Linked DNA regions of Oryctolagus cuniculus: region 2 is linked to region 1. Evidence: chromatin contacts called from public Hi-C data. All regions are on one chromosome and are shown on one strand. Each heading gives the region's core, a stretch centred on a gene start, on an enhancer-like site or on the middle of the called end of the contact. The rest is flanking DNA. Distances are from core to core; before and after follow the strand shown.

Evidence for each region. Hi-C and Micro-C count contacts between places; a contact is called where the count stands out from the background.
Region 2: a contact with region 1 is called in a Hi-C map of an unstated tissue, with 2.9 times the contacts expected there. The contact joins two enhancer-like sites. A contact is called at or near these places in 3 of 6 Hi-C or Micro-C datasets (liver, skin fibroblasts and an unstated tissue).

What each region holds. Positions count from the first base shown.
Region 1 is chr17:21,982,616-21,988,149 of mOryCun1.1, forward strand. No RefSeq gene overlaps it. Among named protein-coding and RNA genes, the nearest start is that of TNS4, 23 kb to the right of the region's middle. Within about 2 kb of position 2,171, at least 2 of the 8 cell types and tissues checked have an H3K27ac peak or open chromatin away from gene starts, as enhancers often do.
Region 2 is chr17:22,162,987-22,168,520 of mOryCun1.1, forward strand. The region is part of intron 12 of CDC6 (cell division cycle 6); the gene reads right to left. Among named protein-coding and RNA genes, the nearest start is that of CDC6, 21 kb to the right of the region's middle. Within about 2 kb of position 2,130, at least 2 of the 8 cell types and tissues checked have an H3K27ac peak or open chromatin away from gene starts, as enhancers often do.

The DNA.
Region 1 (5,534 bases), core at 921-3,420:
AGAACAAAGCCAGAACCCAGGCCCTCCCGATGGGAGACGCGGCCTTTCAAGTGGCATCTTCACTGCTACACCAAACACCTGCCCCTAATTTGTACATTTTTTAAACATACGTAACACTTCTTTTTCACCTAGCAGGCCAGCGCTTTGAAGCATCTCTGTTCTGTCTTCCAAAGCACAGTGGGCGGGGCCCAGCTGCGTGGGTGGTGATGCTGCCTCGTGGTGGCTGTCGGACCGACCAGCGAGGCCTCCCCCAAGTGTGGGTGAGTGGCGACTAAAATGCTGCCGATTAAAAGGCCGAAACACTTGAAATTATTCATATATTCATGCACGTATGCGTGTGCGTCTCCTACCAGACTCTAAATCCAAGATGGCAGGTGTCATATTTGTTTTGTATGGTGTTGTATAACCAGCCTCCAGCACAGAGTTTGACACATAGAGGTGTTCAGTGAAAAAGTGTTGAACAAAAGGATGGCAAAGTTAGAGATGGGCCCTATTGATCAGCACGTCTAAGCCGCTCATTACACAACTGGTAGAATTGAAGCGAGAGGGTCTGGGGTGATGCAGTGGGTTAAGCTGTCGCCTATGACACCAACACTCCATATGAGCACAGGTTCAAGTCCAAGTTGCTCTGCTTCTGATCCAGCTCCCTGCTATTGCACCTGGGAAAGCAGCGGAAGATGACCGAAGTTCTGGGGACCTTGCACCCATGAAGGAGACCCAGATGGAGTTCCAGGCTCCTGGCTTTGGCCTGGACTGGACAGACCATTGAGGCCATTTGGGGAGTAAACCAGCAGATAAAAGATCCCTCTGTCTCTCTGTCTGTCTCTCTGTGTCTGCCAACCTGTCCCCACTCTCTGCAACTCTGCCCTTCAGACAAACTAAATAATCTTTTTTTAAAAAAAATTGAAGCTAGAGGGGCCAGCTCTGTGGCACAGTGGGTTAAAGCCCCTGCCTGCAGAGCCAGCATTCCATGTAGGCACCGGTTCGAGTCCCAGTTGCTCCATTTCTGATCCAGCTCTCTGCTATGACCTGGGAAAGCAGTAGAAGATGACCCAAGTGCTTGGGTCCCTGACCCACGTGGGAGACCTGATAGAAGCTCCTGGCTTCTGGCTTCAGATCAGCTCAGCTCTGGCCATTGCAGCCACTTGGGGAGTGAACTGGCAGATGGAAGAACCCTCTCTCTGTCTCTACCTCTCTTGTAACTCTTTCAGAATAAATTAATTAAATCTTTAAAAAAAAAAAAAAAGTTGAAGCTAGAAAAAATTCATGCCACCGAGCAAGTTAGTGCAGCCAGGACTAGAAGAGACTTGTCTTTCTCGGTCCAGGCCCTTACCTTGAAAAATAATAACATGATATACATTTTATAGTAAGATCAAAAGACATATAAACAGCTAAGTAGAGAGAAAGGTTGTCTAATAATTACTAAAAGTTATAAACCAGTGTTTTCATCTAACTTTGCCTTTTCCCTCTGGGGCACGCGTTCAGCAGATGTTGGGGGCCGTGGGTGGGGGTTCATCTCACCCCTCACCTCTCTGAGCTCTGATCCAGCTGAGGAGTGGTCACTGGAGACAAGGGGAGATTAAAATGTCAGCTTTATTGCTGCTCCAGATGGACCCGGGGAAGTGGCTAAGGCCCAAAGCCCACATGGCCTTCCCAGTCCCTCCCCACAGCCCTCCCACTCAGGGCACAGCAGCCGTACCACTGAAGCCCTGTAAGCAGAGGCTGGGCCCGGCCTGCTGGGTGCAGCCTGCAGGAGACAGGAGCAGGGATGGAACGTGCTGCTGGAGTGAAGGCGGGTCCAGACAGCACCAGGAGCAGGCCACGCCCACCCCAACCCAGGCCACGCCCACCCAGGCGTGACCGCCTCCTCTCAGTGAGAAACCCAAGAAGGGGTTACCAAGAAAGTTGAAAGATTTCTGCCCAGTACTTCTGAGAGGCTGTCAGTTTCTGGTTTGGGGGCTGATAACAGAAGGGAGAAAGTTACCCCCCTTAATGATGGCCTCTGACTCACCCAATACTTTTTCATAAAACTGAAAAACTTTTCTGCAGCTCTGATCGTGAGTTTACTGCAAGTAACAGAAAATTGAACAAGTCAGTCATGGAAGCTTCAGGGATACATTTTTCGTGTGTAACAGGAAATCCAGGCAGACCTGGGTTGGTGGGAAGTTCCGTGACGCCGCCAGGGACCAGGACTCCTGTCCTTCTGCCCCGGAATCCTTAGCAAACGCCTTTTGTCTGGATGCTCATGAGATCCCACCTGCACTTCCAGGTGTCTCTACGTTCCTGGCAGGGGCTCGGAAGACAAAGGTAGGGCTAAGCCCATCCCTTTTATCAGGAAAACAATGGCTTTTCCCAAACTCCCACTCAGTAAGTCTGTGCTATCCTCTCATTGGTCAGCATTGTGTCATCTGCGCCACCCCTCTGGAAGGCAGCCAATGACGTTTATTTTTTAACTTGGCAAACGTGGATTCTTCCACGTGAAGGAAGGAGGCGGATGGATACTGGCTGGCCGCAGGACCTGCCACAAAGCACAAACTTCACAAAACAACGATGAAAGAAAACCCAGAAAATATTGTCAAAGAATTGCTCTTAAAGCAAGGCTTGGGACTTTGTTTGTTTTGGAAAACACTCAAGAAAGAGAGAATTCCCTGTGCACTTTTGGAACATAAAAAGATTGAAAGCTTAGTTCAGTTTACAGAAAGGCATAACCCTGCTTCCTAAACCTAACAGAAAACACACCCTCAACAAGCTGCTTGATGTATTAACACAGCACACTAAGCTAATTCCCTCTCCCTTTGTTCTGTTACAGCTCTTGGCCAAATAAGTTCCAAAGAGTATGTCAGAAGTGCACTTTCTTAGGCCTTACGTATATTTTGTTTTTAACATTGTATTTATTTATTTAAGAAGCAGAGTTACAGAAAGAGGAGGAGAGACAGAGAGAGAGAGATCTTCCATCTGCTGGTTCACTCCCCAAATGGCCACAGCGGCCAGAGCTGGGCCAGTCCGAAACCAGGAGCCGGGAGCTTCTTCCAGGTCTCCCATGCGGGTGTAGGGGCTCAAGGACTTAGGCCATCTTCCACTGCTTTCCCAGGCCATAGCAGAGAGCTGGGTTGGAAGATGAATAGCCAGGACTAGAACCGATGCCCATATGGGAAACCGGCACTGCAAGTGGAGGCTTAGCCCACTATGCCATAGTGCTGGCCCTGTCCCTAAGTATCTTAAGACATCTTTGACCTGCAGTCATCCTCAGGGGACAGTTTAGCTGAGTACTGAATTTTTCCTTAAGTGACTGTGCCACAGAAACTTACAGTCTTTGCTCCATTGTGCTAGTGGGAAACACTGTGAATTTCTGATTTTTCTTTCTTTGTAGGTGACTGTTCTCTCTCTGGAAATTTTAGAGTCTTCTTATATTTCCAGGGTATTCTGGAATCTCAAAACCATGTATGTTCTTTTTTAAAAAAAGATTTTGTTTATTTACTTATTTGAAAGAGTTGTGGCACGGGAGCGGGGGGGGTCCTCCATCTGTTGGTTAACTCCCCAGATGGCCGCAACAGCCAAGGCTGAGCCAGACCAAAGCCAGACGCCTGGAACTTCATCCAGCTCTCCCATGTGGGTGCAGGGGCCCAAGCACTTGTGCCTTCCTCCACTGCTTTCCCAGATGCATTGGCAGGGAGCTGGATTGGAAGTGGAGCAGCTGGGACTCCAACATACTCATATGGGACGCCAGGTCACAGGTGACAGCTGAACCCGCTGCACCATGACACCAGCCCCCACGTTTGTTCTTTATGCTGGGGCTTGATGAGCCCTGTGTGTCAGAGGGCTTGAATGTTTTTGGTCTGCGAAATTCGGTTCAATTATTTATTTGAAAATTCCCTTCCCCTGCTTTCTCTCCCAGAAATACTTTTTATTTAATCATGGACCTCCTGTGTTGACTTTTTTCCATCTCTTATCTTTTCTCTAATAAAATTGTTTCTTTCCCCAATTGCCTCATTTTCTGAGAGATTGCCTTGACCTTAACTTTCCACTTTTGCACTGAATTTTAATGACACTGTTATGTCCAAGGGCTTTTTTTGTTTTCTAACCGTTCTTTTTTCATAGCACTGTTTTATAGCTCCAGTGCCTTCTTGCGAATGCTTTACGGTCTCTTCTGCCTACGATCTGTGTGTTTCCTCAAAGGTCTTATTTTCAGTTTATGTAGCTTCGTCTTTCTAAGTCATATTTCAGCCTTCCTCTAATAGCTTCTGGCTTTTGGTTTCTGCTGGTAACTAAGACAGGAAAGTTTCCTGGCAGCTCTGTAACGCGCATAGGAGGACAGCCTGTTTCAGAGCGAGCTGGTCTCTGGGTCTCAGGACTCCTAAATACCAGCCTACAACAGGCTTCGCTCTAAACAGCACCTCAGAACCCTGCTGCCCTGGTCTCTCTCAGACACTTTAACTCCTTTAAAGACCCTCCATCTGGGAGGGGGAGGGGGCAAAGCAAACACTGGCTGAGCCTTGTACAAACGCGGCTCAGGAAGTTCCTGGTTCCGCCCCCACCCCCCTTCTAAGCCGCACAGCCCCTCGGAGTTCTACTCCGCAGGCAGTCAGCACGGCCGGTGGCCGGATCCTAGGCTTCTCCAGGCCTCTTGGGGGCGGGGGGAGGAGGAGGAACAGGGTCAGCCCCCACCCCGCCGCGTGCATTCCAGACCGCAGCTTCTTCTACTCCGCTCCCTCCCCCACGTCAGCATCCTCAAGCCACTCCTCCAGGAATTTTGAGATTTCTTTAGAGCACAGGGGGCCCAGTTTCTCTTCGGAAGGATTCACGTGGCTTGAGTCAGGCCCCTGGGATTCCGAATCCCACCTGCTTGGTGAGCCCTTCACAGCTGCACACGGAGAGACACGCCCCCCCCCCCAACACCACGCTGTCTCTCTAATCACTTACAAGAAACCCAAGAATATGCAGAAATGGATGGAAGCTTTTTCTGTTAGGTAACACATTCCAGTGTGTGTTGATTGTATTTTAAATATGAGATTAAAATCAGACATGCCCTTAAAGCACTCCAGGAACCCTGAGAGTTTTATAGAATACACTCAGGAAACCACTGGCCTGGGGGAGGGAGGAGCATGGAATTCAAACAAAGCTGATGCAAATACAAGTTCGACCATTTGTTCTCTCCAAAGTTGGGTCCCTCGTCGGTACCGGTACCTACCTTGTTAGAGTGCTGCAGGGGTTAAATGAGATGATACACGCGCAAAGCACCTAGCACAGAGTTTGGTAGTTAATAGGTGCGCAGTGAGTGCTGATTGCTGCCCCCCCCCAATACTGGACCATGTCCCACTGTGTTCAGGGTACATCACCCCCACCCCCTCCCAGCTGTGGGAGCTCTACTCATTCTTCAAGGGGCAGATGAGGCATCCCCGTGGGTACAAAGTCTGCTCCGACATTCCAGAAGACAACCTGCTCCGTCCTCGGTACACCCCAGCCCCCGTTCACACCTCTGTCTTGGCTCCAGTCTGCAACAGAGGGAGCTGTGCACCTGCCGCTGGCCCCTGGCA
Region 2 (5,534 bases), core at 880-3,379, 180 kb after region 1:
CAGCAAAGCCTTGGCTGTCCAAACGGGAGACAAACCTAGAAGGGGACATCAGTATGAGTAGGGGCAAAGTCCTGGGCTCCTTGGAATGGGAAGCAGAGAGGAAGCAATCGTTCAGGAAGGCTCCTGTGCCCCTCTGGCTGTCTCTGGCTATTCCACCATCACTTGCCAATTCTCCAGTCTAGGTGAGGTGGGGGAAGGGGTATTAGGCAATACTGCAAAGGAGGGTGCAAGGGCGTGGGGCCTGGGCAGACTCCCCCCACCCCCTTTCCATTCTTGGCTCGAGAATGGGGAATGCCTCAGAAGAAAAGCAGGGAGGCTGCTGGAGGGTGCAGAGGCTGAGCTTCTAGACACCCCGCTGTTCCAGGGCTCCCACCTCCCAGGACTACAGGGCGAGACGGGGGAGGAGGGATGGGGAAAGCCTGAACTGGCGAAGAGGGAAACGGCAAGATCTAAGAGCAGAGAGGTCGGGGCGAAAGGCGGCAGAGGGAGAATTGGGAAGGGGTGCGCATGATCCTACCTGCTCAGGTGTGTGCTGGCAGGGGGCGAGGGGGTTCCCAGGAGAACCAGGGAAGCCCTCAGCTCGATTCAGGATTCCCCCCTGCTTCTGGGTTAGGCTGCTGCAAGAGACACAGGCTCCCGTTGGGTCCTAAAGCCCACTGTCTAACTGGTAGACACTCCCCGCCCTCTTCTACCAGCTCTGACTAGGTCAGCCAGTGCAGAGCTGAGGACAGGAGAGAAATACCCGCTGGAAGCAAGATGGGGGTCTGAGTCCCAGGTTGGGACCAGGCAGTCCCTAGTCTCATATACAGCATATGGATGACTTCAGCTAGGACAGGAAGAAATCGTTTCTTCCTGCCAACCCTGAGCAGATGGATGTGGGTTTTGGTGCTAGAGATGGGGTTAGGATCTCCTTCATACATTTTCAACAGGTGTTCACTCTCGCCCTCTTCCTCACAGATTAGAGCAGTCTCCTCATTCCTCCCAGTCACCCCTAAGTACCTAGGACACCATCCCAGGGGGATAGACCTCAATTTTCAGCAAATAAAGGACAGGATGACTTAGATGGCAGTTGGAAATTGGTAGTTTTATACATTTAGACTGCGATGTGTGTATTTGGGAATGTATGGAGCATGCAAATATGTAGGCCAGAGTCTGAGCACGTGAGGCTGGGGGAGAAGGGGTAAAACGTTCTTTGGGTTGCAAGGATGACCGGAAATGGCAATCATCAATGGGAGAACAGGATGTAGAGGCAAGAGGTCAACCAGCACCCCTACCCAACCCCCAACAGTGCCTGAGTCTTTATTACCAGAACGTACAAGTTAAAGACAGACAGTGTTTTCTCAGGTACCATTTGACAAATGCAGGGGGCAGAAAGACTTAACAGATCAGCCTTCTGAGCAGCTCAGAATGAGAATTCAGGTTAGGTAGGCCAGGTGGGCAAGGGGAAGAAGGTGAATAGAGAAGTTCGGAGTGTGGATTGAGATCATTTTGTAAGGAGAGTTGCAGGTTATCTCCAGCAGCAGAGCAGGGAAAATGTCATGGGGTAAAGGTCAGGGAACGTCCAGGACAGACTTGAGGCAGGGGAGGGGGCAGCAGCACTGCCCCCACCTCTTGCAGTCTTGCAGGAAGAACCAGGGAAAGGAGCTAGTCAGTAAGGACCCAGGGCCCCAGGGTGGAGTCCGTGGGGTGAGCTTAGGTCAACCCTTTCACCCTAAAGTGCCTCAGTTCTCTCCCAGCTGTTAAACAGGACTCTCGGTTCTTCCCAGGCAGTTAATGAGTGTTTACAAAAGGGCTTGGAGATCCTCAGATCTCAGCTGGGCCACCACTACAGTTATAAAGCTCAATAAGGGCTGAGTGTTACTTGGGAGGGGAGGAGTAGGGGAAGAGGGAAACAGACTACTCTCTGACAAACTAAGGAGAAAACCAAGCCCAGAGAGAAGCACAAGGCTAGCTGCCACAGGATATCCTTGTGCCCATGGATGGAGGTCACCCTCCCCCCAACCTCTAACCACCACCAAAGGCTGGCCTCCAGCTAGCAGGAGGCAGAACCCAGACGAGCAGCTGGTCTTCATTAACTCCAGCTTTTTCACCCCCCACTGTGAACCCACAGCTTCTACAGGCCTAGGCTAGAGGGGGCTGCCCTAGCCCGACCTTGCAGCTGACTCTGGGATGGGGGGCATCGCAGCACAGGCTATGTTACCAGCTGAAAAGAAAATCGAAGCAAGACTCTCTTTTTCCCATTGGGATCCAGAGGAGAGAAAGGAGTGTGGGGGTGAGAGGGTGGAGGTGGGGGAATTTAGGGCAAACAGCAGGCAGTGAAGTCAGCTGGATTGAGGCCCAGAAACCCCCACACCCTGGGGCCAAGTCTTACTCTAGCTTTGCTTTCAGCTTCTTGGCGAGGCCCCAAACTAGGAAAGGCCCTGGCTGCCCCTTTCTGCCTCCCTACCCCCACCCTTATTAAATACACATTTTATCTCTCAGCATCTTCATTATCTTAACTGAAGGAGACAAGCAGTGGATGGCGGCAGCAGAGAGCGTCAGGAGAGGGGGGGCAGTGCGGGGAGCAGGCGCACCCTTGTTATAAAGTGCTGATCTAGCTCTTTCAGGCAGTGTGGGAAACAGAGGAGGGATCAAAGGGAGTGAGGCTGATTCAGAACTCAATTAGAGCTTTTTAAAAAACGGAGTTGGCTCTTTCCTTTTGCCAGTCTTCAGCCTTTACCCATGCCCCTTGCACCCAATTAGCTTCTACAGCCACTGCCTTGGGGCTGGGGTTGAAAAATCAAGGGGAAGCCAGAGGGCACAGCTTCTCCCCTACAGAACGCACCTCTGAGAAGAGGAAGACCTGCACTGTTCCGGGCTTAAGAGGATTACGTCTTAGAGGGCACCTTGTTTGTACAGGAGGGATCTGAGATCACAGCTTTCCCCAAAAGTTAAAAAGCGAGACATCAAAGGTGAGTTCTTCCCTAATCCCTTACCAACTGGAGGCAGTTTTGGGCCAATCTCTAGGGACTAGGTGCTATCCAAACAGGTACCCCCCTTCCCGACCAATGGGCAAGACTCTCCCCATAGTTTCTCATGAGCAACATGGAAGTTGCTTCAAGCACAATAACCACTACATTAGGAGTGACTGGAACACATCTGGGCAGCCAGTAAATGCCCCACAACTCTGCCCTGACACATGTTGGAAGAGGGAGCACCCTCTTTGGCAGGAGCCTGTTCCATCTCAATGTAAACGTACCAACAATGTCTCCCTCCAGCTCAGACTGTCCTCTGATACAAGGAAAGGCAGTATCTTACCTGGCTCATTTATCTGCTCATTCAACAGTCTCTGAATATCTACCTGTTGCAGTATACTAAGTGCTGGGGACAGATAAAAATACACACAGGAGGGGCTGTCATATAGTGGGTAAAGTTGCTGCCTGTACAACGCCGACATCCCACATAGGTGCCAGTTCCTGTACTGGCTGCTCCACTTCTGATCCACTACCCTGCTGGCCTGGGAAAAGCAGCAGAAGATGGCGCAAGTCCCTGGGCCCCTGCACCCAGGTAGGAGACTCAGGCTCAGCCCTGGCTGTTGCAGCCATCCAGGGAATGAACCAGCAGATGGAAGATATCTGACTCTGAAATACATAAATCTTAAATAAATAAATAAAGAGGTGAGTAATGTGATACAGCAGGTTAAGACACTGCTTGGGACGCCTACATTCCATGAGCACCAGTTTGAGTCCTGGCAACTTGGCTTCTGAACAACTCCCTGCTAATGTGCCTGGGAAGAAGCAGGTGATGGCCCAAGTACTTACTTGAGTTCCTGCTACCCCTGTGGGAGACCCAGATGGAGATTCTGGCTCCTGGTATCAGTCTGGCCCAGCCCTGACTGTTGGAGGGCATTTTGGGGAGGGAACATGGATGGACTATCTCTATGTGTTTCTCTCCCTTTCAAATATATAAGGCAAAAAAATTTAAATATAACCTCAATCTTGGCTCTTTTGTTCTCCCTCAGTAGTTAAGGTAACGCCTCTCAACAGATTTTTTTTTTGACATGCAGAGTGGACAGTGAGAGAGAAAGAGAGAAAGGTCTTCCTTTGCTGTTGGTTCACCCTCCAATGGCCGCTGCGCTGCGGCTGGTGTACCGTGCTGATCCGAAGGCAGGAGCCAGGTGCTTCTCCTGGTCTCCCATGGGGTGCAGGGCCCAAGCACTTGGGCCATCCTCCACTGCACGCCCAGGCCACAGCAGAGAGCTGGCCTGGAAGAGGGCCAACCGGGACAGAATCCGGCGCCCCGACCGGGATTAGAACCCGGTGTGCCAGCACTGCAAGGCGGAGGATTAGCCTATTGAGCCGCGGAGCTGGCCTCAATAGATTTTTTAAAGATTTACTTATTTGGGCCAGCATGGTGGCACAGCAGGTTAAAGCCCTGGCCTGAAGTGCTGGCATCCCATATGGGTGCCAGTTCTAGTCCCAGCTGCTCCACTTCCAATCCAGCTCTCTTGCTACGGCCTGGGAAAGCAGAAGATGGCCCAAGTCCTTGGGCCCCTGCACCCAAATGGGAGACCTAGAAAAAGCTCCTGGCTCCTAACTTGGGATTGGTTCAGCTCCAGCCATTACAGCCATTTGGGGAGTGAACCAGCGGATGGAAGACCTCTCTATCTGTCTCTACCTCTCTCTAACTCTTTCAAATAGGTAAACCTTAAACAAGATTTATTTATTTAGTTGAGAGAGAGAGGTCTTCCATCCTCTGGTTCACCCCCCAAATGGCCACAACAGCAGGACCTGGGCCGATCTTTTTGGGTCTCTCATGCAGTGCCTTCCCAGGCCATAACAGAGAGGTGGATCAGAAGAGAAGCAGCCAGGACTCCAGCCGGGGCCCAAACGGGATGCCGGCACCGCAGGCGGCAGCTGAACCTGCTACACCACAGCACCAGCCCCTCAACAGATATTTTCTAAAACAGGACCCAAGTCATTTCTCATTCCTCCTTCCAGTTCTGTTATATCTTGAAATGGACATGTAACAAAGGTAGGAAGCAGTGGGGGAAATAAGGTTCTGGCAACTTTTTTGATCTCTGGGTGGGTGGGTTGGCCCTCACACACTCTTGCAGTTAGCTAGCCAGAGGCCATCTTATTGAGCCAGAAGCAGTGGCAGCTCTGAGGTTGAAACTCACACCAACTTTATTGCACCTATGCACCTTCCACAGCAATGCCCAACATTCTATCAAAGCTTGGTTTGCTCATCCAAGGAAAAAACAAAAAGATAAACCGAGACAGGCACACACCCCACCACCTTTAAAAGAATGTAGGTCAGCATCTTTGCCACTACTCTACGGGAAGCATCCTGTGACCCTGGCAAAGAACTAGAGATGGTAAGCTGAGCCCCTCCCACCAGAACTCCCACTACCTTCCTGTAGCTCTCAGCCTCAGTGAGGAGAGCCAGTCAGGAAAGGACTTTTCCTCCCTGCTTTCCTGGCTGTCTGAACTACACTTAAGACTTTACTGACAAGCATATATCAGCTTTTGCTCCCACAAGGGCAGCGGAAGCCA